Regions from separate parts of the Mus musculus genome. Here all the other regions are linked to region 1. The links are chromatin contacts, called in public promoter capture Hi-C maps. All regions are on one chromosome and are shown on one strand. Each heading gives the region's core, a stretch centred on a gene start, on an enhancer-like site or on the middle of the called end of the contact. The rest is flanking DNA. Distances are from core to core; before and after follow the strand shown. Region 1 holds the start of Zfp119a (zinc finger protein 119a). Region 2 holds the start of Slc5a7 (solute carrier family 5 (choline transporter), member 7). Region 3 holds the start of Adgre1 (adhesion G protein-coupled receptor E1). Region 4 holds the start of Gpr108 (G protein-coupled receptor 108). Region 5 holds the start of C3 (complement component 3). Region 6 holds the start of Tnfsf9 (tumor necrosis factor (ligand) superfamily, member 9). Region 7 holds the start of Khsrp (KH-type splicing regulatory protein).

The links. Promoter capture Hi-C pulls out the DNA fragments that hold promoters and counts their contacts.
Region 2: a promoter capture Hi-C map of embryonic stem cells shows a contact between it and region 1, with 10 times the contacts expected there. The contact joins the promoter of Slc5a7 here to the promoter of Zfp119a in region 1. A contact is called at or near these places in 8 of 39 promoter capture datasets (the 3T3-L1 cell line, cranial neural crest, embryonic stem cells and 3 more).
Region 3: a promoter capture Hi-C map of liver shows a contact between it and region 1, with 4 times the contacts expected there. The contact joins the promoter of Adgre1 here to the promoter of Zfp119a in region 1. A contact is called at or near these places in 2 of 39 promoter capture datasets (hippocampal neurons and liver).
Region 4: a contact with region 1 is called in a promoter capture Hi-C map of hippocampal neurons, with 5 times the contacts expected there. The contact joins the promoter of Gpr108 here to the promoter of Zfp119a in region 1. A contact is called at or near these places in 8 of 39 promoter capture datasets (the 3T3-L1 cell line, the C10 cell line, embryonic stem cells and 4 more), 1 of 484 Hi-C or Micro-C datasets (muscle stem cells) and 2 of 9 other capture datasets (adipose tissue and liver).
Region 5: a contact with region 1 is called in a promoter capture Hi-C map of liver, with 3 times the contacts expected there. The contact joins the promoter of C3 here to the promoter of Zfp119a in region 1. A contact is called at or near these places in 5 of 39 promoter capture datasets (the 3T3-L1 cell line, hippocampal neurons, liver and 1 more).
Region 6: a promoter capture Hi-C map of pre-B cells shows a contact between it and region 1, with 3 times the contacts expected there. The contact joins the promoter of Tnfsf9 here to the promoter of Zfp119a in region 1. A contact is called at or near these places in 3 of 39 promoter capture datasets (cranial neural crest, hippocampal neurons and pre-B cells).
Region 7: a promoter capture Hi-C map of liver shows a contact between it and region 1, with 4 times the contacts expected there. The contact joins the promoter of Khsrp here to the promoter of Zfp119a in region 1. A contact is called at or near these places in 3 of 39 promoter capture datasets (the 3T3-L1 cell line, hippocampal neurons and liver), 2 of 115 datasets of contacts at active chromatin or transcription factors (astrocytes and cardiomyocytes) and 1 of 9 other capture datasets (adipose tissue).

What each region holds. Positions count from the first base shown.
Region 1 is chr17:55,876,987-55,880,478 of GRCm38.p6, forward strand. It overlaps Zfp119a (zinc finger protein 119a), which reads right to left and starts at 1,967. Exons shown (of 4, transcript NM_144546.6): 1 at 1,874-1,967. The coding sequence starts at 1,876.
Region 2 is chr17:54,297,458-54,300,949 of GRCm38.p6, forward strand. Slc5a7 (solute carrier family 5 (choline transporter), member 7) reads right to left here and starts at 1,577. Exons shown (of 9, transcript NM_022025.4): 1 at 1,124-1,577.
Region 3 is chr17:57,356,712-57,360,203 of GRCm38.p6, forward strand. It overlaps Adgre1 (adhesion G protein-coupled receptor E1), which reads left to right and starts at 1,975. Exons shown (of 22, transcript NM_010130.4): 1 at 1,975-2,045. The coding sequence starts at 2,015.
Region 4 is chr17:57,245,981-57,249,472 of GRCm38.p6, forward strand. It overlaps Gpr108 (G protein-coupled receptor 108), which reads right to left and starts at 1,709. Exons shown (of 17, transcript NM_030084.4): 1 at 1,531-1,709; 2 at 784-903. The coding sequence starts at 1,656. It overlaps Trip10 (thyroid hormone receptor interactor 10), which reads left to right and starts at 3,471. Exons shown (of 15, transcript NM_001242389.1): 1 at 3,471-3,492.
Region 5 is chr17:57,226,598-57,230,089 of GRCm38.p6, forward strand. It overlaps C3 (complement component 3), which reads right to left and starts at 1,539. Exons shown (of 41, transcript NM_009778.3): 1 at 1,359-1,539; 2 at 96-285. The coding sequence starts at 1,438.
Region 6 is chr17:57,103,835-57,107,326 of GRCm38.p6, forward strand. It overlaps Tnfsf9 (tumor necrosis factor (ligand) superfamily, member 9), which reads left to right and starts at 1,551. Exons shown (of 3, transcript NM_009404.3): 1 at 1,551-2,026; 2 at 2,416-2,452; 3 at 3,207-3,492. The coding sequence starts at 1,598. Gm11110 (predicted gene 11110) reads right to left here and starts at 2,108. Exons shown (of 4, transcript NR_033508.1): 1 at 2,064-2,108.
Region 7 is chr17:57,029,842-57,033,333 of GRCm38.p6, forward strand. Khsrp (KH-type splicing regulatory protein) reads right to left here and starts at 1,666. Exons shown (of 18, transcript NM_010613.3): 1 at 1,307-1,666. The coding sequence starts at 1,558. It overlaps Slc25a41 (solute carrier family 25, member 41), which reads right to left. Exons shown (of 7, transcript NM_175333.3): 7 at 2,931-3,342. The coding sequence ends at 3,155.

The sequences.
Region 1 (3,492 bases), core at 717-3,216:
CATATTTCTGCTAGGATGGCCCATTAAGCTCCACTTAAAGTACTCCGCAGGTTTACAAACCCAAAGATCCAAAATTTGAATTCATCCAAACAAAAGTATGGTTAGGCCTATCACAGCAATACCCTAGTCCCTGGTACCAACTTCTCTCTTAATCAGGGTCTTGTTGCTGTGAAGAGACACCATAACCAAAGCAATTTGTATAAAATGAAACATTTAACTGGGGCTGACTTACAGTTTCAGAGATCCAGTCCATTATCATCATGGCAGAAAGCATGGCAGCCTGCAGGCAGACAGGGCGCTAGAGGAGCTGAGAGTTCTAAACCTTGATCCAATTGCAACCAGGAGACTTTCTTCCACAGGCAGCTAAGAAAAGGCTCTCTACACTGGGTGAAGCTTGAGCTGTAGCAGACCGTAAAGCCTACCCTCTTAGTCACACTCTTCCTCTAACAAGGCCACACCTCTTCCGATGAGGCTCTAACCTCCTAATAGTGCCACTTCCCACGGGCCAAGCATATTCAAACCATCACAGGCTCCTAGTCTAGCAATAATTCAAAATGTAATTATTCTCATTTCAAAGATCTCCATATTATATCACAGTCCCAACACTGTTTAAATGTCTAAAGTTTCGTCGAATACTAAGGGCAATCTCTTGACTTTGACATCATATAAACTCAAAATATACAAATTCTATAAATCAAAATAAACAAAAAGTATAACTTCTCAACATGCATGGGCTCAGAATACACTTTTCCTTTACAAAGAAGGAAAGATTGGACCAAGGCAACCCTGTGGGGCATAAATCAAATCATATAGGCAATGAGAATAAGAGCATTTTTGTGACATCTGAACAGAAAGAGAGAGCAAGATTAGAAGGAGAATACAGAGTGGAACAACTTAGAAACCATAGATAACATAAAAAAAAAAAAAAACAACTATGAGAGCAATGTACAGAATGCAGAGGGAAGAGAAAAAAAAAAGAGCTGCAGAGAGCAGAAGGAGCAGGCAGACTTCTCCTTACTATGGGACAGAACAGGTCTTTTCTAACTAACAAGGAAGGTTTGGTCTTAGTAAATAAAGAGAACAAAGCTTTACTCCTCTACACTAACTCCTCTAGAGGGGTTACAGGCTTCCTTAAAATAACCTTCCCTAACTTGTCTAAGAAGAAATTAAACAATTGGAGGCCTGCAAACTCAGGTTTAAGTGTGTATCTTTTCTCTGATTGCTCGCTATTATCCCTTGTTTCCCTCCCCACCCAGTTCTCTCAGAGAACCGGGAAAACCTGCCTGCACAGTACTTCCTGGGAAAGAATAGAGATCAACAGAACATGAGAGAAAATTTAGAAAGAAAAGAAAAAAAAACACACAACTAAAATAGAGTAAATGTTGATGAAAGAGGCCAGGAAACCCAGTGAGCCTGGCCTTACTAACACACGTTACTGGACGGTCAAGGCATCTACAAGTCTGTGTCGATGGCAAACACTTTGCATCTGCACAGAATTAACTGCGGACGGATCATACATCAGAACCTCAGGTGCCAAGTGCAGAACTTGTAGAAGACACCGGAGAAACTAGGGTTCTCCATGTCAGCACATCTGCCTTCCCTGGACACAGGAAAAGCAGCTGAGGCGCTCACTGCATGGTGACGTCAGCAACAAGGATGTTTTCACTCCAGGACCCGCGCCCCACACTCTGCGCAGGCGCAGCCCGGGATCGAAGTCAGACGTCCGGCTTCCGCTCCGGAGGTGCAGGGACCTCAGGTGAACAAACGCAATCACGCCGGGCGGCGAGTCTGACCGCCGGTTCCCGCACCCCGGGAGGAACCCCACACAGTCTCCCAAGGCTCCTCCCCGCGTGGGGACGGCGGCCCCGCTCACCATGGCGTGGAGACCGAGCTCGCCCCGCTCTCCTCACAGCTCCCGGCAGCGGGTGGCAGACCAGGACACGGAACCACAAGAGCCTCCCTCAGACCCGAGCCCGAACCTTTAGTATTAGGGAACGGAAGTGCTCTCCCCATTCTGGCTAGCGGATCCATGCGGCCGTGATTGGCTAGTAAGGAATGAGTGACAGCTCCCCTAGTCACCGAGGGCTGTGAAGTATCACAGCACAGTGGTTCCCAGTCCTGGTGTCCGCTCAGGCACAGAACTGTCTCAGACGCGGAGAGACAGGCATTGCCATAGAACTTGCGCCTGTTAGCGTACAGGCAGGTCCACAAGCCTACTCTCGGGGACCTAGCAGAGACTTCTGTCATCAGATGCCATCACCTGCCGATGCCATCAGGCGCGCCCGGTCTGTTTCAGGATGAATGTATCCACCCACCAGCCACCGGAGCTCTCTCCCTACTCGGCAGGCCGTCTCTCTGTTCCCGGTGTGCGCTCCTTTCTCTCTCTGCCTGTCATATGCCCACTTCTCTGCCTCTGTCCCTTCGCCAGGACCTCAGTCCCCCAACCCCCACCCCCCAATAAAGCTTTTTTACACCAGATGCATGGCGTAATTTCTCAGGACACACTTCAGCTCGATCTGCCAAAGCTACTTCACCTCACTCCATTATGTTTCCTAACAGCAGGACTGCACAGTCGTCCCTGCTCTGCTGCACTCAGGAGGCTCCTTAATCTAGGCACAAGGTCTCTAGCATACACAGATCACTAAACAACCTCAAGTGGAGTGATCCACCTGCCTCACAGCCAAAAGAGCATCCAGACTATCCAGGTCAAATTTAAACCTCCTGGTTGATATTCACCAGGCATCATCCATTTTTAAAAAGACTCATCTAAATTGCTCACACTTCTTTCAGCTAAACACTGGTAGCCAAAACACTAACACATTCCCAGCCTTTAGTGGTTGCACTGGCTCATTATGCCAGCACTTGGGAAGTGGAGTCAGGACATCAAAAGTTTAAGCCTAGTAATTCCAGGACAGCCAGGGAGGATACACAAAGAAATCCTGTCTCCAAAAAAAAAAAGTTTAAACCAGCTTGGTCTATGAACCCAAACACCAACTATTCTGGCCCCCAAAGGGGAGGTGACCAGGGTGTGATCAAGTGACCATAGGTGTGTGGGTTCATTTCTGGGTCTTCAATTCTGTTCCATTGATCTACCTGCCGGTCTCTATACCAATACCATGCAGTTTTTATCACTATTGCTCTGTAATACAGCTTGAGGTCAGGGATAGTGAATTCCCCCAGAATTTCTTTTATCATTGAGAATAGTTTTCATTATCCTGTTTCGTTTTGTTTTACTTTTTTTGTTATTCCAGATGAATTTGCAAATTGCTCTTTCTAACTGTGTGAAGAATTGAGTTGGAATTTTGATGGGGATTACATTGACTCGGTAGATTGTATGGGGCAAGGTGGCCATTTTTACTATATTAATCCTGCCAATCCATGAGCATGGGAGATCATTCCATCTTCTGAGATCTTCCATTTCTTTCTTCAGGGACTCGAAGTTCTTGTCATACAGATCTTTCATTTGCTTGGTTAGAGTCACACTAAGGTATG
Region 2 (3,492 bases), core at 327-2,826, 1.6 Mb before region 1:
TAAATTCCTTCAAGTTAAGTCTGTTTTGTATTACACCTCAGTTCTTTAGATTGTTTGCAGCGATTATGCCTATATATTTGCCCTTTCAAACTAAGTCAATATTTAATAATTGTTTACTAATTTAAGTGTAGCCTAAAGGAATACTCCAAGAAAGTCTCCCCCCTCCCCCTCCCTCTCTCTCTTCCCCCCTTTCCTCCTCCCCTCCCCTCTCCTCTCTCTCTCTCTCTCTCTCTCTCTCTCTCTCTCTCTTTCTTTCTCTCTTTCTCTCTTTCTCTCTCTCTCTCTGTTCATTCTTCATTCTTTACTTATCCTTTCAGACCTCAGGAAACAGGTCCAAAAGTAACTCAATATAAAATATCTGGCCAGAATACCCCCTCCAAAAACACTAAAACAAAAACAACGCCCCCCCCCCAAAAACAAACAAACAAACTAGGAAAATCCTTTTTAAAATCAATTTACTGTGACAACTAAGTATGTTTTCCTTGTTTAAAAGAAGGACCCTCTCAATCTCTCAATCTTCCTTTGTCCTTAGTTCATATCATGTCCACCCCACCCCCACCCCCACCCCACCCTCACTCCTACCCCCACCCCCACCCCGCGCCTCATCATCCCGGTCTCTACAGAAGAGGATTTTAAAATAAGGCAATATATAAACCACAGTCACAGATACGAAAACGCGAACGAAGAGGACTGATGTCAACTTTTAAAATAAAGCTTGATCTTACGGAATTCCTGTTCTCTTATACTGAACAAACCAGTGCTATTTCCTTCACCCCAGTTCACAGGCGTAAGTTTTTGTGGGAGGGGGTCTGAGCTTTGCAAGCGGGTTCTGGCTGCAAGCACTCACCTCCGGGATGTTCTGGAGCGCCCCGGACCGGGTGGGCTCCGCCTTTGTGAGCCCAGAGCCACCAAATTTCCCCTCCGCCCAAACTCCCCCGCGCCCTGCTCCCCTTTGCCTCTGAGCTCTGGATCTCCTGAATCCAGACTCCTACAGTCGCTAGCACCCCTAGAGCCACAAGTGCTTCTTAACTGAGCGGAGGGGACATCCCCAGCAGGCAGAGTCGATCCTTCCCGGGCGGCCCCGAGGGTGTGGCCCTAGCTCTTGTTCCCGTAGGGCTCTTACCTTTGCGTCACCCGGAGCTGCTTTAGGGGTCCAGGAGCCCCTTGAGCCCCGGGCTGTGAGGGACACGGAGGGAGGGAGGCTCGAGGTGAGTGGAGGGGGCTCCGGCAAGGAGCCCGATGAGGACTCCGAGGGGGTGAAGCGATCGATCTGGGTATTGGAAAAAGTCTCTTTATAAGGGCGGAAGGCGGGGGCGATCGTCAGAGCTCTGGAGAAGGACGTCAGAACAAAGTGGTGCTGGGCGTGAGTTGCGGACTGTGCCCTGGTGTGGCCCGGGGTGCGAGGGAACAGCCAAGCTCAGATCCAGCACTTGCCCAAGTTCATGTTCCCATCCCAAGTCAAGTCGTCTGCTACCCTAGAATGGAGGACTCCAGACTAAAGGTCATTTCCCAGCCTACCTGCCCACTTTATCTTTCTGGGTTGCAAAAGACAGCAATGGACTTGGAGGATTTCACTTGCAGATGCAGACTGGAAGCTTCCAAACCCCGCCTTGAGGTGTCCACATGCAAGCTCAGTTAAGGGCCTTGTCTCTGTCTCTGGTTGGCCTCAGAGAGGGGTTGCTTTCAAGCCCTTCTTGGCTAGTTTTTTTGTAGAAACATGTTAGGAAGGTTTAGACTAGTCAGCCTATTTCTCTTTGCTTTATATTCATATTCCCTTCACTTAAAACTGGGGTCACCATGAAACTTTCTCACAGGTGCACAGTTCTTTAAAATAAAGTTGGTGTGTAAGCCACAGGAAACATCCTACTAGCTAAGCCAAGCACTCTAGCTTATAAAAGCACTCAGTCTATCACTTCAAACAGGTTTAGATCTTTTGCATGCATATATATCTAGCACTACATTTCTAGCATACTACATATCTAGTATTCTGTGACAGGATTACTTATGTATCTGTTGTACCTGTCTTTAAAGGGCTTTATCTTATAACAGTTGAATATATTGTAGAGGGGGCTGCTTCTGCAACCTTTTAAATGTGTTTCAGGGAGAGGTGTTATGGAATGGGTGTGAGGAAAAAGAAAAGATTGAAAGCCATAAAGTCTCAGCTTTGTGCCCACTTTCTCACTTCTTTCTACATCTACTGAGCCAGTCTATTAAACAGTGAAACAGTGCATCTGACAGCTAACGAGGTGAAGTCCATACTCAGCTGCTATCCACCTCTCTAGGCTAACCTGCAGACTAGCTCCCATCTTAGACTGGATTTATAGAGGCTCTTTTAACTGTATTCCCCATTCCTTTGTTCTCTGTGTGAACAGTAACTTCCCCTGTTACTGGACAGGGCAGAGGCCTATGTGGATAGTTGTCATAATGAAGGTTTGTAACCAGCTAATTGCTATCTATCTATCTATCTATCTATCTATCTATCTATCTATCTATCTATCTATCTATCTATGGAACAGACCCTATTTGAGCTCAGACAGAAACTAACAGAAGACAGACATGAAATTCATTTAACCACTCAGTGTTTTAGGTGGGATTTCTTTTACTTTTGATTCTAATTAACTTCTGATTTTGAACTTAGGCCACAGATTAATACACATTTTTTTCCTTCTGGAATATTCCTTAAGGTGATGACACAGATATTTCAGTTGCAGTAGGGCAGGGATCAGGAATGCAGTGTCTCAGACAGTGTGCCAGTTTATGGGGCTAAGGTCAGAGAGTGTGACTCAAGCACAGAGAGACAGGAGAGATGGCTGTCCTCACAGAACATCACTAGGGCTTAGGGGTGAGAATCCGGAGTGCAGCCAGGGCTGGCACTCTGGGAGAGGTGGGGCTAGGGAAACTAATTAATTTTGAGAAGCCAGGAATACCAGGATCTAGACCAACTCCCAGATCTCAGTAGTGACAGTGACCTTGAAAGTGGCTTAAAAGAAAACTGGCAAAGAAACTGTCCTTCATGATAAAGAGCACCAGTTGAAAATGACAACTACTGATGTATTGAGTCTGGCTTTTGGCAGACATGTCCTCATCTGCCAAGTCCTGTGAGTACCATTGTCTGACCAGACAATGATGCCGCACATGCGTTTCTGATCTAGCATCCTCTTTGTGATGCATGTTTGTCTTTTATCTTCACTATAACATCCCTTTCTACTTTCCTGAGAGTATATGCTTATACTTGGAGCCACAGAATATATGTCAGTGGGAGCTGAATTTCGGATTTAGGAGCTGGAAAGCAAGTTTGCATTACAAATCATTTATTTCGTTAGTACACATCTCCTATTACTTTTTATATTCCAAACAGTGTTCTAAGAACCGAGAATATATGTAGAAAATGATATATAATGCCCTACCCTAAACAACTTTTTATCCTTAACAGGAAAACAAAAGGAATATCAGACAAAGGTCTCATTTAACTTCTTATTTTCAGTTCTGGGG
Region 3 (3,492 bases), core at 725-3,224, 1.5 Mb after region 1:
CTGGAGTCTAACTTCCTGAGTTCTTTGTATATTTTGGATATTAGTCCTCTATCAGATGTTGGGTTGGTAAAGATTTTTTTCCCCCAATCTGTGAGTTGCTGTTTTGTCATATTGACAGTCTCCTTTGCTTTACAGAAGCTTTTTAATTTCATGAGGTCCCATTTGTCAATTGTTGATCTTAGAGCCTGAGCCATTGGTGTTCTGTACAGGACAAATTTTCCCCTGTGCCAATGTGTTCGAGGTTCTTCCCCATTTTCTTTTCTATTAGACTCAGTGTATCTGGTTTTATGTGGAGGTCCTTGATCCACTCGGACTTGAGCTTTGTACAAGGAGATAAGAATGGATCAGTTTGTATTTTTCTACATCCTAACTGCCAGTTGAACTAGCAACATTTGTTGAAAATGTTTTTTTTTTTTCCCTCACTGGATGACTTTGACTTCTTTGTCAAAGATCAAGTGACCATAGGTGTGTAGGTTCACTTTTGGGTCTTCAATTTTATTCCATTGATCTACCTTTCTGTCATTGTATCAATACCATGAAGGTTTTTTAAAAAAAATTTTTTTTAATCATATTGCTCTGCAGTACAGCTTGAGGTCAGGGATGGTGATTCCCCCAGAGGCTCTTTGATTGTTGAGAACGGTTTTTGCTATCCTGGGTTTTTTGTTATTCCAGATGAATTTGAGTTGGGATTTTGATAGGGAATACACTGAATTTGTAGATTGCTTTTGGCAAGATGGCCATCTTTCCATCTTCTGAGGTCTTTGATTTCTTTCTTCAGAGACTTGAAGTTCTTGTCATACAGATCTTTCAATTGCTTGGTTAGAGTCACACCAAGATATTTTATATTATTTGTGACTATTGTGAAGGGTGTCATTTCTCTAATTTATTTCTCAGCCCGTTTATCCTTTGAGTAGAGGAAAACTACTGATTTGTTTGAATTAATTTTATATCTAGCCACTAAGCTGAAGTTGTTTATCAGCTGTAGGAGTTCTCTGGTGGATTATTTTTTAGGGTTATTTATGTATTCTACCACATCATCTGCAAATAGTGATATCTTGACTTCCTCCTTTCTAATTTGTATCCCTTTGACCTCCTTTTGTTGCCTAATTGTTCTGGGTAGAACTTTGAGTACTATATTAAATGATAGGGGAAAAGTGGACAGCCTTGGGTGTGGTGTGTGTGGTATGGTGTGGTGTGTGTATGGTGATGATGCATGTGGTGTGTATGGTGTGGTGTATGTGGTGTGGTGTGTGGTGGTGGTGATAATGATGATGGTGGTCTCTCTGTCTCTGTCTGTCTCTTTCTATCTCTGCCTCTCTCTCTCTGTCTCTCTCTGCCCCCCTCTGTCTCCCTCTGTCTGTCTGTCTGTCTCTTTGGTGTGATGTATGTGGTGTGTGTGTATTCTACAAGGTTGACATGATGACAGAATTTAATTTTCTTAGCAGCAAGCTCATGGATCCTGGTGATAAATGCAGCATGACTTTACTGAAAAGGCTTTGTGATCTTGAAGAGTGGATTGACTTCACTGTGGGCAGCACATGCAATCTCACTTGTTTGGTGTAATGAAAGAAGAGAATGAGAGGTGGAAGGGGGATGGTAATGTTGAAAAAAAGAATGGTACAGAGGAAACTGAGGTTGGAGAGAGATGGGGTAGATGGTAAGAGATGGAGAAAGAGGGAAGGAAATGGAGAGAAAGACAGAGAGACAGAGAGAGACACACAGAGAGACACACAGAGACAGAGAGGAAGGGAAAGGGAAAGAGAAAGGAAGAGGAAGAGGGGGAGGGGAAGGGGAAGGGGAAGGGGAAGGGAGAGGGAGAAATGTGGACACTAGCCAGATTTAAGGGAGAAATTAGGGGGTTGCCAGTCTGTCCACCTCTGATGGTGGCAACTCAGCAGAAAGCTGCTGGGCTCAGTCTGGCTTTGTTGAGCAACCCTGACTCCACCCCTTTTCTTCCCCACAAAGCAAGCTTTTAAAGGGAAGGCTTTCTTCATTGAATGACTGCCACAGTACGATGTGGGGCTTTTGGCTGCTCCTCTTCTGGGGTGAGTATGAGGTTGAATGGGGCATGGATGGCTGAGGTGTGGGCTGGAAATAGGTTGCAGGGAGAAAGGCCAACCTTGGAGGGGTTCGGCCCATAGGCTAATGTCTATTGCACACAGCAAACTTTACCTTGGGAAACCTTTGACAAAATTCCTTGACTTAGGGAAGTCTATTCACCAGGGTAGATCTTCCTGTAGCTGTTCATGTGGCATGTCTGTGTTTGTGAGCCATCTCAGTTTTAGTTAGAATTTAACATGGAGTAAACTTGTGAGGCTCCGGTGCGTGCATCTGGGATGGTGCAAGGGGGATGGAAGTCCACACAGCAATGGAAACAGTCCCCTTACCATTGCGTAGCCCTTTTTTATCAGCCATAGCTCACAAAGCAGAACATGGGTGTGAAAGAGGTAACTTGCCGGGCTTTGGCAACAGTTTAGTGTGTAAAGTGCTTGTCCTACAAGCACAAAGATCTGGATTTGATCCCAGAATTTATGTTAAAAAACCAAGTATGTGGTACACTTCTACCTCTGGCTCTGGAGAGTAGAGAAGGAGGATTCCTTGGTTCTTGATGGCCAGCTAGCCTAGCCCAATTGGTGGATTCCAGATCAGTGAGAAAGTCTGTCTCTAAACAATTAAGGTAGATGGAACTGGAGAAAGGTGTTTGAGGTCATCCTCTGGTTCCTACATGCCAGTACACACAAGTGCATGTTCACCTGCACTACACATTGCACAATGTCATGCACACACAACACAAGTGCAATGCACACACAGACATGCAATGCACACAAAAGGCACATGTGTACTCACAGATGCAAAAAGAAATACTGTGAGCAAGTCTTAGCTAATGAGGGGTAGAGCCACGGTATAAAATCATTCCAGCTCTGGCCTTGTTCAAACTCTTAGTCATGGCTGGTTTGTGCTGTGGGAGTCAGCGAAGATAGTCCCGTTCTAGAAATAGACTCGGGGCTACACCTTCCTTTTCTGGCTCCTGTTGCTTTTGTTTTGGGCACTAGCGCATTTCACTGTGTGATCTTCCACGTCACTGGTTTTCTCGCGTGTTTGCAAGATTTTTTTTCCCCATTGTTTTAAATTTAGATGGGAGATATGGATTTCCGGTTTTAGGGATGAGAAGAGGGATCTATTTTGCCTCACAGTTTGAGATGGTATGGTCTGCCATGTTGTGGAAGCCTTGGAAGAGTCATAGTTAGATGGTGGGCTGGCACTGCTTTCTGCTTGTTGACTGTGAAGCAGAGAGCTAAGAAGTTGAACTGGCGTACATATTTTCAGGTCCCCTCCCATGGCCTCATCTCTAAACTTCCTCAGACAACACCACCATCTGGTGACCAATAGGTTAAACACATGATTGTGTTGGTTACATTTCACATCCAAACCACAGCAAACAGCTAGCCTGCATACATGTATATGTACATTACATGTACATATATGTGTCTT
Region 4 (3,492 bases), core at 459-2,958, 1.4 Mb after region 1:
ACTGAGGAGGAGGAGGAGGAGGAGGAGGAAAAGGAAGAGAAAGAGGAAGAGGAAGAGTCAAGACTGTAAAGGCAGAGGCTGAGGAGGGCAAGAGGGGAACATTGTCCTCTGAACACAGCAGACTGTTGCTTATGAACTCACAGCAGCTGTGGTTGCCCACACAGGATCGAGTCAGTCAACATTCCAGCATGGAGGGAAGAGGGGTGTTTGAACCCCTACACCTAACTGGGGAGCTGTGGACAGCTAGCTGATAGATGCTGAGTGAGTGAGGGTGTGGCCCCAGGAGAAACAAACAAACAAACAAACAAGAGCACCGGCCTTAGATCCCAGCACTTGGGAGACAGAGGTTGGCAGATCTCTGAGTCTGTGGCCAGCCTGGTCTACACAGAGTTCCTGGCTATCTGGGGCTACATAGTGAGGCCATATCTTTTTTTTTTTTTTTTTTTTTTTTAAAGGACATGAGATTGGGAGGAGTTTGGGAAGGTGGGAATGGATTTTGGAGGAGTTAGGGGGAGAAGCGTGTATGATTAAAATGCATTATATACATGCATATATGTTACATATATACTGGCTGGCTAATTTCTGATCCTCCTGCCTAAGCCAGCAGGGACACTAAGATGACAAATCTGTACCCTCAAACCCAGACTGCATGAGACACTGTATTCATTCTTAGGTGACAGGTGGGGAAGGCTATGAGACTGGCCACAGATCACACCGGTGAGGGACAGAGCTAAGACAGAATCCCAGAACTTGCACACTGAGTCCTCCCATGAGCCCCCTCACCTTTGGCAACTTCTTTTCTGTCTCCTGGAGGCTGAGTCGCAGTAAGCTCAGCTCTACTTCCAGGGAACCATTGGTGTAGAATCCGAAGCTGTTCAGTTGGATGTCAGCTCGCTTCTCCCCCTGCAGGAAACCAAAGACACAGTGGCACAAGGGCACTCTCCCCACCAAGTCCAGCACGACGGCGTGTTTCCCTGAGCGTCTCTATACATTTTTATTCAGGACAGGAGCATGTGAGAAAGCCTTCCTGGGTACATCGTATTGGTGCTGGTGACATTTTCCTACTTCAGTCCGAGGCAGCTAGAGGGTGGGGTTGTGTGTCCATGGGGTGAAACCCTGGCAACCCCATGACAGTCCCCATATAGACGTGCACCACCCCGAGAGCGGGCTACATAGGCTGGTGTGACTAGTTTCGACTTTCCAGAAAAGTTTTCGATTCTATCTGGGCTAAATTTTGAAAGTAGTCTCCTGTCACTCCCCTAAGTGAATTCCAGGAAGATCCTACCAGGTGGTACCCCTTCCTCCCAGGTCCTATGGTTGTTACCAAGTGTTCCCTGAAAGTTTAAGCGCCAGGAGTCAGGGGTCCCAGGAGATGAAGCCCCGCCCTCTAAGCCAGGCCAACCCATTACGAGCACCGGGCGGGGAGACCCCGGGACGAGACCACTAGCGGCCTGCAGTGGGGGGTGCGGCTGCTCCATCCACCGGCGGAGCTATGGGGGGAGACAACGAGGCCAAGCCTGCGGGGCTCACTGTGAGAGTCAGCCGGTGGATACGGCCTGAGCAGCCGCTCAGCGTCAGCACCAGCAGCGACAAGTATCCCCATCGGCACTGCGTTGGGCTCTCGCCGCTGAGCCCCCTCCTCTCGCTCACTGCCATCTCTGGGGCTGCGACTGCCCCCCGAACACAGCCTCTGACGCCTGATAAGGCCTACCCACTTTTCAGCCAATAGTCGCACGACGTGGTCTAGTCACCCAATTAGCAACTGAGATTCTTTTGATTGTCAGAAGGCCTCCCAAATGGGCGTGCTTATCCTTTTCAGCCCCGGCTTTCATACTCTCCAATCGCTAAACAGATTGTCCCGGATGTAGTTTGAGGAACAGGACGATTCACCAATGATCCAGGAACCCATATCCGTCCCTTAAAGCGGAATTCCTTCAGCAACTCTTAACGGTCCAAGACTACATTACCCAGAATATAGAGGGAGCAGATCCGTGCAACGAAGCATGCATAAACTACATTTCCCAGTATTCCCAAGGACGCACTTCCTCTCCCACCCCTCACTTCCCCGATACCCTGCTCCCGGCCAGAAGTGGAGACTTAGTCAACGTACGCGTCTATGAGCTTACCTTGTTTCAACTTTGCTGGGCCACCGAAAAGCCTAAAATTCTTCGCACTATGCTGATCTCTAATCCTCGGCTGAATGCCGCTGTAGGTCCTACCTGAAGACTCCGCCCTAGGCGTAACCTTGCAGCAGCTGAGTTCCCTACTTCAAACTGAAACATAGGCTCCTCAATTCCTACTGAGTCCTCAGATCTGGAAGAGTCCCAGCTGCTGGATCCTAGTTGTAGCTTGCAACTCTTAATTAGATTGCTGACCCTGGCGCGAAGCTTCCCACCGTAGTGTGATACCTTTTTCGTCACTGGGACTCTGAGTCCTTCTCCACCCTCCTCCACCATCCCTCTACCCCACTTTACATCTCAGAGCTTAGCCCACAAGCCACCAGCAGGTGGGGCCAAGGCCTATTGGAGCCTCAGTTCCAGCACTGGCTCCAGGGCGTCTTTCCTCAGAAGTCTAGACTGCTCTTCTAGCTGCAACACAATGGTGTTTTGACACTTGCGTAGCGGCGGAGAAAGCACCTACAGCCAGGGAGAGTGGGGTGGGAGCCAACAGGGCCTCTTCCCTTTTATCCGGGAGCCTTAAGGGGGTTTACAAGGCGTGAAAGGACTTTTATGATTGGGAGGACCCGAAATCCTAAGCCCCAGGGTCCCAGAATCTAGAGGCAGTTCTGATTTGGGCCTTACATACTGAATGAGGCTGGAAAATGTGTAGTCAAGTGCAAGTGCGCGGTGCTGTGCGTGCATGCGTGTGTGTGTGTGTGTGTGTGAGTGTGTGCCTAGCCCAGAACGGTGCCCAAAGGACAACCTGTCCTCTGTTTCTCAGAGGAGACTCTGGCGGGAAGGAAGAGAAGTCAGGATGCGGTGGTGTTGGGGGGTGCTAATGGACCTGGCCTTGGCTGGATGTGCATCCTGGGCAAGATCGAAGTCATCCCATCTCTGTGGCCGGAGGGAAACAGACTATTAGTGAGACGAAATGGAGATTTCTGGAGCCGAGTAGGTCCCCGCAAGAGCCTAATGACCAACCACAGATTTTCCCTGCCATGGAGTGGGGACACGTGGGAAAGACTGCTTGGATTTGGGGTTTTGATCTCTTGACCCTTTATAAAAAAAATGCGAAGTTGAAAGGAAAGGATGAATAGTTTGGGATGGCAGAGGAGAGAAATATGGGGTACAAATTTTGAAAATTAATCGAGGCGTACTTTGAGGTGGCGCATGGCCCTTTAATGGGGGGCGGGGCATCATCTGGACTCCGCCCTCAGAGCCCCCCGCTGGGGGCTCGGCAGAGTAGAGGCGTGGAAAGGCACGAAGGGGCGTTGTAATCTAGGCTGGTGGGCGTGGCCTGGCGGCGGGGCGGGGCGAGGTTGGGCACACTGCC
Region 5 (3,492 bases), core at 289-2,788, 1.3 Mb after region 1:
GGAGGAGCTCCGAGGAGGCTATAGGAGGCAGCCTGAGGGACCCAGGCCGGACCGGAAGGGGCTACGGCTGACTGTAGTTCCAGTTCCTTGCCCACCTTGATGGAGACGCTTCTCAGATGTCCACTGGCTCCTGTCAACACTGTCTTCTCACTGGTCAGCACTTGCCTCTTTAGGAAGTCTTGCACAGTGACTGTGACTGGGATGTCACCCTGAGCATCGTGGGCCTCCAGTACGATGGTCTCTTCGCTCTCCAGCCGTAGGACATTGGGAGTAATGATGGAATACCTGACCGTGGGGTGTGGGAGCAGATGTCACCTCAAGGCCTGAGACTTCAGCCCTCACTCTGGCTGGCCCAGTCCCTAGTTCTAGCGTGTTCTAGTTCTCAGTGCTGGAGCAGATGCCTGGATCCACGTCCTCCCCACACAAGAAGGTACCAAACCACAGCCCACTTTCCCTTAGCCACTAGAAGCTGTCTTTTCCTGGCTTCAGCACTGGGTACCAGCCATAAGGACTTTGCTTGTACTGAGAAAGTGCTCTCTCTACCACTAAGCTATACCTCAGCCTCTCCTCACTTTTCTGTTTGGAAACAGCATCTCACTAAGTTGTTCAGGCTAGCCCTGAACTCACTCTGTAGCCCAGGCTTGGCTGGAATGTGTACACTTCCTGCCTGGGCTTCCAGAGTGGACAGGATGACAGGTCCATGTAATCAGGCCCAATGCTGAGCTTGGCTTTTGACAGTCCACACAAGGGCTATAGACCCCAACAACCCTCCAGTCCTCACATCTTAAAACTTACCATTGCCTAAACCACAAGACATCACAGACACCATAAATCTATAGACCTTCTTCTTCATAAGTAGGCACACCAATGCTACAATACCTGAGTTCTATGAACATAAGACAACCCAAACACTCACATTCTCTCTCTTTCTCTCTGTTTGTATGTATGTATGTATGTATGTATGTATGTATGTATGTATGTATGTATGTATGTCACGTCACAGGAAGATGTCCGGTGTCCTGTTCTATGCCCCTCCCTCCCCACACCTTGAGTCAACATCTCTCTCTGAACCTGGCACTGGGCTGGCAGTCAGCAAGCCCCAGTATCTGGTCTCCAGCCCCACAGTGTGGGGTTACAGGCTCTGGAGGCCACTCCTGGCTTTTCTGTGGGTGCTGGGAGTTTGAGTTAAGGTCCTTATGTCCATGCAGCAAGACTTCATACCCACTGAGCCATCCTCCAGCCCCCAGCACAAATTCTTAACATCCCTGTCTCCCCCCAAGTGGGTGACTCCTAGGTGACTCACCTAGGTGACTCCTAAATTGTATAAGAAACTGCACCCCCAAAAGGTAACTACTTACATGGGGATCCCCAGAGCTAATGGGGAGCTGGCCAACAGCAGCAGTAGCACTAGTAGCTGGGACCCTGAAGCTGGTCCCATAGTGAAGGAAAAAGGTGGAAGGAATGAAGGGGTAAGGGGCAGGGGTGGGCAGAGGCGAGCTGGGGCTGTAGCCGCTGGCTCTTTATATGGCTCTCCTCTCTGGTCCCTCCCTGTTCCTGCACCAGGGACTGCCCAAAATTTCGCAACATAGTTTCCTAAGCTTTTTCACAAACCTGGGGCAACAAGCCTTGGGGTGAGTAACCCTAGGCACATTTCCATTACCCTGGAGCTTGAAAGTACCTGCTTGGCTCAGGCTTTTCTTGGGGTCAAGGCCAGATGCTGAACCTGGGCTGGTCCCTGTTGTACTTGGTTACACCAGAGACCATTGAAGTCTAGAGTGACCTCCTCCCACACTTAGCTGGGTCCCAGTAACCCAGCACTTCTGGATGGCTGGTTCTCCCTACCCCCAAGGTCTTGCTAAATCAGTGGGTCGAGACACATTTGGCATTGCATTATATATCCTGCGTATCAGTATTTACCTTACAATTCAGAACAGTAGCAAAATTAGAGTTGTGAAGTAGCAATGAAATAATTTTATGATTGGAGGTCAGCACAACATGGAAGGGTGGCAGGTTCAGGAAGGTGGAGACCACTGTGCTAAACAGTTCTGAACTCCTACCTCTACCTCCTCAGTTGCTGGGCATTACCCAAGCCCTACTTATGCATTTATAATCCAAGTCTTTCCTATGAGGAGGATAAGGGGTGAGGGCATGTCCCAGCCCAGAGTCCCAGCTCTGTGGAGCATTTTCTGAAGTGGGAAAGAATTCTGGTTTTTTGAGGATCTGGGACGGTTTCTTGGCAGTGGGACAGTTAAGCTTTGGTTTTGAAGGCTGCCTAGAAGTTCGCCCTCCGGGGGGCATGCTTGCTTTCTAGGGAAAAGAATGAGGTGGACCTTACCTACCCTGTCACTCAGGGTGGCTGAATGACTCTGGTGGGCTTTGAGAGTCATGGAGGAAAAGCCTGCTCTTGTCTCTGCCTCTAGGACTTGTCCTGCCCCTATATTATCTCTTTCAGTTGTGTTGGTTTTGTGGTTGTAGGCAGATAATGATTCACAATGCTTAGTTGGTTTTTTTTGTTTGTTTGGTTGGTTGGTTTTTGGTTTTTTAAGACAAAAGTACAAATAGTGGCTTTAGAATACAGCTCAGTGGGAAAGTGCTTCCATACTCAGTAGCATAGGATTGATTCTGGTGGCATACATCTGTAATCCCAGCACGAGATGCTGGAGGCAAGAGGATCAGGAGTTCAAAGTCAACCTTGCTATGTAGCAAGTTAGAGGCCAGCTTGGGCTACATGACACCATTTCTTTTCTTTTTAAAATATTTATATGTATGTGTTGGAGTGTTTTGCCTGTATGTATGTATGTATGTATGTATGTATGTATGTATGTATGTATGTATGTATGTATATATGTATGTATGTATGTATGTATGTATGTATGTATGTATGTATGTATGTATATATGTGCATCATGTGTATGCCTGATGCCTACAGAGGCCAGAAGACAATGTTGGATCCCTGGATCTAGAATTGCAGGTGTTTTTGTGCGCCTCATGCGGGTGTTGGGAAACAAGCACAAATCCTCTGTATGGGCAACCAGTGAATCATCTCTCCAGCCACACAGACCCTGTTTCTAGAAAGGCCAATTCTGGCCCATCATGACCAACACACAGGTTTCACAGTAACCATTAACCTCCTCTCTGTATTGTTCTCCCAGCTCCCCTGAGGGCCGTCTGAGGGCTGTCTTGCTTTCTGTGTGTGACAGATTTGCCTCAACAATTATTGTTCCAGATCAATGCTCAGGGAGATTTCTCCTCCTCGCTGCCAACTGCCCCCCCCCCCGCCCTGGTACTTTATGTGAAAGCAACCAATGTATGCTGACAACAGACAGACTTCCGGGGTCACCAACCAACTCAGTGCCCACTTCCTCACTGAGCTGCCACTCAGCAGCCATGGGAGAGCCCGGGGTCCGAGTGTCTTCCTGCAAAGCATGGTATTAACACGGTTAGCTGCTGTCCCCTGGGGTTGCTGGATGTGATCTTGCTAGATCTTGCCAG
Region 6 (3,492 bases), core at 301-2,800, 1.2 Mb after region 1:
CTCCCCTGACCCCAAGCTGGGGTTTTCCTGTAATTCCCAGGGGAAGTTGATGTGGAATAAAACAGAAGGAAGGGGTGGCTGGTGTCTCCAGAGGGGGCTCCGTGCACGTCTCCCAGGCTGGGAGCTCAGTAGGTTCCATGCCCAGTATGGAAAAAAAGCAGGTGGGGCCTGGGCTGGGTCTCTGTTGTAAGAATCTTGGCCCAGTAAGCTCGAGGCTTTGCGCTCCTTCCCCAACACAGAAGAAGCTGGATTTGAGGGTGTATGCCTGTCTGTGTCTGTATCCCAATATACTGGGGAGGGTCAGAAGTTCAGAGTCATCCTAGGCTGTCTAGTGAGTTGGAGGGCTGCAAGGCGAAGACCAGACCCTATGTAGAAACAAACAACTCCCCATTTTATAGCTTGTTGTTTCCTGCTGAGATAAATGGTCTGGTTATATCAGTACTTTTTTTTTTTTTAATTATGTTTACTGATGGTATGCATGTCGTGGTCAAAGGGCACTTTCAGGACAAATTTCTGGGTGTCAGTTCTTTCTTCCCACCATGTAGGTCCTGAGGACTGAACTCAGGCCACCAGGCTTGTGATTATACTATTACTGGCTGAGCCATCTCAGCAGATCTAACCAGATCAGAACATTGAGGAGTCTGTCTCCAAGGTTTGCCCAGAGCCAGTCATCTCTCAGTTCCTCTTTTGGGGGGTCTTCTCTGCGCCCCCCCCTTTTGCCTCTACCTCAGGCAAGAACAGTGAAAGAATGGGAAATTGGAAATGTGTCCGCTGCCTGGGGGAATTTCTCTATCTGGACTCTCCAGCCTTCTGTTTCTGGAGTCCTAAGAGACTACTAACAGGAAGCCCCAAGAAAGTGGGTGGGGACACACCAGGAAAGGCCCAGGGTAGAGATGGGGTCCTGGGGAGGAAGAGGCTGAGTGAGTGGGTGCCTAGCAGGTCTCTTTGATTCCGCTGGGGATGGGTGGGCAGTTTTGGATGTCCCTAGAGTCCTCGACAAAACAACAACAACAAAAAACAAAACAAAACAAAACAAAACAACAACAAAACCCCCTGCATTTAGGGCGTCCCAGGGATGGGGAGCTAGGGGTTGGAAGAAAAAGGGAGCAGGAGAGATCAGGAGAGAGACAGAAGTTTGAGAGACAGAAAAACAGGAATGAAAATCAGCAGCGGAGAAATAACCTACCAGTGGGGAACACAGAAAAAGAAGGGAGACAGAGCTGTGGATTCAGGAGAGGCCAGGGAGGGAATGGATTCCGATATCACATGGTTCCCATCATATAAAAAGCTCTTTAATGTGTCAGTGTTAAACCAAATCAAACACACACACACACACACACACACACACACACACACACACACACACAAAAAGGGAAGAAGGACGGGCGGGCACAGGGCCTGGACAGGGAAGGGGAAAGGGGCGAGAAGGGGGAGGGGAAGGGGGGAGGAGGAGAGAAAGTTCCGGGAGTCGAGGGGCGGAGCGCGGAGCCCGGGAACCCCGCGGCTGCCCTCCCTCCCTTCCCTCCCCGGAAAAGGCGCCTCGGTAGCCTATAAAGCACGGGCACTGGCGGGAGACGTGCACTGACCGACCGTGGTAATGGACCAGCACACACTTGATGTGGAGGATACCGCGGATGCCAGACATCCAGCAGGTACTTCGTGCCCCTCGGATGCGGCGCTCCTCAGAGATACCGGGCTCCTCGCGGACGCTGCGCTCCTCTCAGATACTGTGCGCCCCACAAATGCCGCGCTCCCCACGGATGCTGCCTACCCTGCGGTTAATGTTCGGGATCGCGAGGCCGCGTGGCCGCCTGCACTGAACTTCTGTTCCCGCCACCCAAAGCTCTATGGCCTAGTCGCTTTGGTTTTGCTGCTTCTGATCGCCGCCTGTGTTCCTATCTTCACCCGCACCGAGCCTCGGCCAGCGCTCACAATCACCACCTCGCCCAACCTGGGTACCCGAGAGAATAATGCAGACCAGGTCACCCCTGTTTCCCACATTGGCTGCCCCAACACTACACAACAGGTGAGGCTCATCTCATCCCTAGGGGACTCTTTCTTACCTTCTGGAAGCATCGCTGCACCGACAGGGAGAGAACAGCACTTCCTCCCCACCCCCGCCCCGCCCCGCCCCGCCCCGCCTCGCTCTGCTCCTGCTACTCCGCTTGAAGCACCCCCTCTCCATCTCGCACTCAGAGGAAATCCCTTTGCGTCTTGACCCCTTGAATGAACCTATGAAACCTGGGGGAGAACTCCCGAGGGTGCACCGCAGTTCCCTTCAGTCCCACTTAGGCCTTCAGGGCTCTCCTTCTCCATCCAAAGTTGGACGCCCCAATGTGTGCTGGGCCGTATGAGTTCCTATCTGCTTCTTTAGGATGTAAGGTACCATCTACCTTTATTTTTCTTTCTTCCCAGGGCTCTCCTGTGTTCGCCAAGCTACTGGCTAAAAACCGTGAGTGCCCCCTGATTTATTTCCAGCGGGTCCCGCAGGGAGGTTGAACAAGGGGACCTGTTCAACCTTCTAGTCATGTCCCTCTCCCTCACTTACTCAGCCTTTCTCACTTGCTGTCACAGCTCCAACTGTCATCCTTGGGACCCCATCCAGGTTTTCAGAGAATTGAGAATTCTCACCCCCAGCTGACTCTGGGAGATCTCCTTTTCTCTTTTCCTTCCTCTATCCCTCCCATGTAGCCCAGGCTTCCTCCAAATTCATTATGTAGCTGAGGCTGGCCGCCCTGCTGCCAACACCTCCAATGGGCTGGGATAAATGAATGCCTTTGGGCTTCAGGCACCCTATTGAGCCCGAGCCCTAGTCTCTCCCTGTCAAGTCTTAGTTGTCAAATTATTTGCCCTCAGAGATGACTCTCTTCCTGCACTCTCCATATCCCACCTCTCTCCCAGTTTTGTTCATCCCTCTCTTACTCCTCTGATTTCTCTCTCTTCTTTTCTCCTCTCCCCCTTCCCCTCTTGTGGCCCCTTTACTCAGCTCCTTCCAGGAGTCCATGTGCATCTCCGCTCTTAACACTCTAGACCCTCGCCCCTTTGCCTCGTTCTTATTCCACAACCACTTTCTTAAATTGTATCCCTTCTGGGTGGCCCCTCCCTCCTTTTCTTCTGTTTTGTCTCCTCTCTTTCCTCCCCATTCCCATGGTTTCCCCCCTCCCCCACACCCCGCAACCCTCAGCAACTCAGTGTTCTTTTTCTAGAAGCATCGTTGTGCAATACAACTCTGAACTGGCACAGCCAAGATGGAGCTGGGAGCTCATACCTATCTCAAGGTCTGAGGTACGAAGAAGACAAAAAGGAGTTGGTGGTAGACAGTCCCGGGCTCTACTACGTATTTTTGGAACTGAAGCTCAGTCCAACATTCACAAACACAGGCCACAAGGTGCAGGGCTGGGTCTCTCTTGTTTTGCAAGCAAAGCCTCAGGTAGATGACTTTGACAACTTGGCCCTGACAGTGGAACTGTTCCCTTGCTCCATGGAGAACAA
Region 7 (3,492 bases), core at 416-2,915, 1.2 Mb after region 1:
CCTCCCACCTAGGGAGGAGCCAGTCCTTAGGCCGGAGGCCTTGGGACAACCCCAGGATAGCAGCATCTGTGGTAAGCCTGGCCTGTCCAACTCTCAGAATGTACCCGAGTGGGGTTGTGAGCAAGGCTGAGCCAGGTCACACCAGCACATAACACTCTTAAATGCGGTCATCAAAACAAGGCATGTTCCCAAAGACAGACAATACTTTTGAATTCAAACAGTAAAAAGCAGGATCCCGTGTCCACCTTCCCCACCTCATCCCAAAGCCCAGGCTCTCTAACAAAGGGTCGGTCCTCTCTTCATCAGAAAGAACTCTCCCAACCCCTTACCAAATCCCTTCCTAGGGAAGGTACAGAAATGGGCCAGGGGACCTGTTTTGACTTGAAAATAGGAGTAATGGTGTGTAAAGCAAGATCCTCTAAAAGGGAGTTGAATTTCTGGGCGGGTGCAAATGTGTGCTAAGATGGGTCCCCCCCACTTTCTAAGTATACGGCCAAGCTCAGTCCCTGTGCAAACCTAGGACTCCGTCTTGGGAACTAATATATTCTGAACCCTCAGGTCTCTGAATAGCGGTCTCCTACCATCCTGCGATGCAACTTTACAAACCCTGAGAAGCCCTTGGGGACCCTAAGACTCCAAGGGTTCAAAGAGGGGTCTCACAGCATCTCTGACCCCATCCTTCATGAACTCAGGAATTGCTCTTACAGATCTGCCTCAGTTTCTAGAACCCCATGGGTCCTAAGGGGGTGCCTAAGTGAAAACCCAGGAGTGATTCTTGGGGACATCCTCATAACATTCAAGCTCAGGCCTTTGGAAAACTAGGAGACCTCTCCAAATCACAAACAGTCTTGGACTTTAGAGTGGTCCTCAGAATGCAAACCCTATATCTTGAATGGAAATAACGGGTGCAAGCTCGGGGGGTGGCTCTTGGGGACACTGTCCCAGACTGCAACCTTTATGGGTCCTAGAGGAATCCTCTAGTACACCCAGGAAAAAAATCGTGGGAACTCCAAAGCTGCAACCCTCCTAATAGAGAAGACCTGGTGCAAGTACAGGGGTGGGTCTCAGGGACCCCAAAGGCTGCAAGCCCTGGTACCCAAGAGAAACCGTCCAGTGCAAAGTCTAGTTTTCGGAGATCCCCCCTTCAACGCACCCTTAACTACACGCACGCAGAGGGTCACCCTCACACCGTGACGGCCCCAGACTCCCCGCCCCGAGCCCGCCGCCCACGTGACCCTCCCGCGACCCCGCGCGCGCCGCTGCCCCCTCCCCCGCGCGCGCGCACGCGCCCTCGCGGCCCCCTCACCTGGCGGGCCCGCTGCACGGCGTCGGCGAAGGCGTCCTTGCGGATCCCAGGGCCGCCGCCACCGGGAGGCTGTGAGGGGCCCCCGGACGCGCCTCCTCCACCCGGGCCGCCGCCGCCAGGGCCTCCGCCGCCCCGGTCTCCCGCGCCCGGCGGGCCCGGCGGAGGGCCTCCTCCCGCACCCGCGGCTCCCCCTCCGCCGCCAGCGGGAGGCGGCGGGCCGGGCGGGGGACCTCCGGTGTTGTAGTCCGACATGGCGCGGCGGGGACGGGCTTGGTGCGGAGGCTTCAAGCTGAGGAGGCGGAGGCGGCGGCGGCTCAACGCGGGAACAAGGCCTCGCTCCACACGGCCGCGGAGCACGATGGGAAGCCAGCGGCTGGGAAGGCGACGGGGAGGGGGGGTCGCGGAGGGGGAAGAGGGGCACCTCCTCCCGCCACCGGCTTGACGGACGCCGAGGAACAGCCAGTAGTATACGGCTACCACTCTACGCCCGCCAATCGTGGGCCGTAAATCCGGGCGACCAGTCAGAGCTTCGGAAGATGCAGGGGGCGGGAGGCGCGGTGTGACTGACGAAGATAGGACTCAATAAGCCCAGGGCTGCTGGCGCTGGGCGGGCAATTGGAAGTCACGCGAGAAGTCAGGAGGCCCAATGAAGCGCGAGTTCCACCTTCTCGGGGCGGCTCTAGGATGAGAGTGACGGCTCTGATCAGTCACGTGGCCTTGAGGGCGGAGCCTATGAAAATTCTCTGGGATGAGCTGGGCGGGCGCTCGGCAAGATAGTCGTCAACACCAGCTAATGAATACACTTAGGAGGCGGTGCTTGCTAAGATTGGCAGTCATTTGATCCAGTCCCCGAAGCATTTTGGAGGATGCGCTTGGATTTGGACGTGACTTTTCTCAGAATCCTTGTCCTCTGACTTCTGAGCCAATGGCTGAGCGACAAGGGCAAGCGTTCAATGATTGACCCCTCTGTGGACAAATAGCAGTAACAGAAGTAATAGTGCCCGCTTGCTGAGAGCCAGTGAAAGCGCATCTGCATTGGGGTGGAACCCGCTACCAGGCGGCAGGAGCGGATTAGTGGGAGCAGAAGTGAGTGGCAGAGGACGTGGGAGGTAGTGCTCAGCAGCCGGAACTATGGGCAGGACCTTAAGTCAGCGCCCCAGTAGCCTGGCTTGGGGAGGCCTTGCCCGTGGCCTGCCCGAAGCCTTGGGGGGTGGGGGGAGTGGTGGCCCGAAATTGGGTGAAGATTTTCCCTCAAAGGACCTTCACTTCCAAGACTCATGACACCAACTCCTCAAACTTCAAGCCTATTCCCAACCTCGACCCAGGCCCCCCACAGGGGTCCAAGTCTCCTGCTCCCAACCCTGGACTAAGAAGGAACCCCAAGTTCCCACAGGAGTCCAAACTTCCAGTTGCCACCCTGGGCCCAGAAGTCCCAGGTCCATTTACCGGAGTTCAAGACCCCTAGAGCTCCTAGCCTGGACCCCAAAATCTCAGGTCCTCCTGATCCCCAAGTCGTCAGGGTGGGGGTTGAACTTAGGATCTCATAAATGCTAGGCAAGCACCCTAGACGATACACCCCATCTCCCAGCTCCCACCCAGAACCAGCTAATCTCAGACACAGACGTCCAAAACTATCTTTATTCATTGTCTGCATCTTCTCTTGAACAAGCCTGCAAAAACCCGGCTGGAATCCCAACTCAGAATCCCAATTGGAGGACTCCCAGCGCTTTTCTAATCCGAGTCCTGGGTGGTTTTTGCAAACCAAAATGGCCTTAAAGCCTGAGCCTTGGAGTGCTTTTTGAGACTCAGGGACACTGGGTCTTCCATTCTCTTCTTGTTCAGGGCAGGTCATCTGCTCAGGACTTGTACACCCAGGGTTTTCTTCATGGCTTCATACACCAGGTAGCTGATGCCGCCTGCTGGCAACACCTTCAGTAAAGTGGGTGTCATGCCTCTGTACAGCCCCGGCCAGCCCTGCTGGCTCAGTATCCTCTTGAAGACTCCCTGCATGGTGGGGTTGGAGCCCTCCACAGTGTCTGGGGATAGACATAGACAAGGTCAGCACTGGGTATGATGTGAGATTCACTGTGAAGGATCTGATCACACTGAGGGAATGTTGTAGAGATCATTTGGTTATTGTTATATATGTATGTATGTATGTTGACATGGTATCATATGGTGCAGAT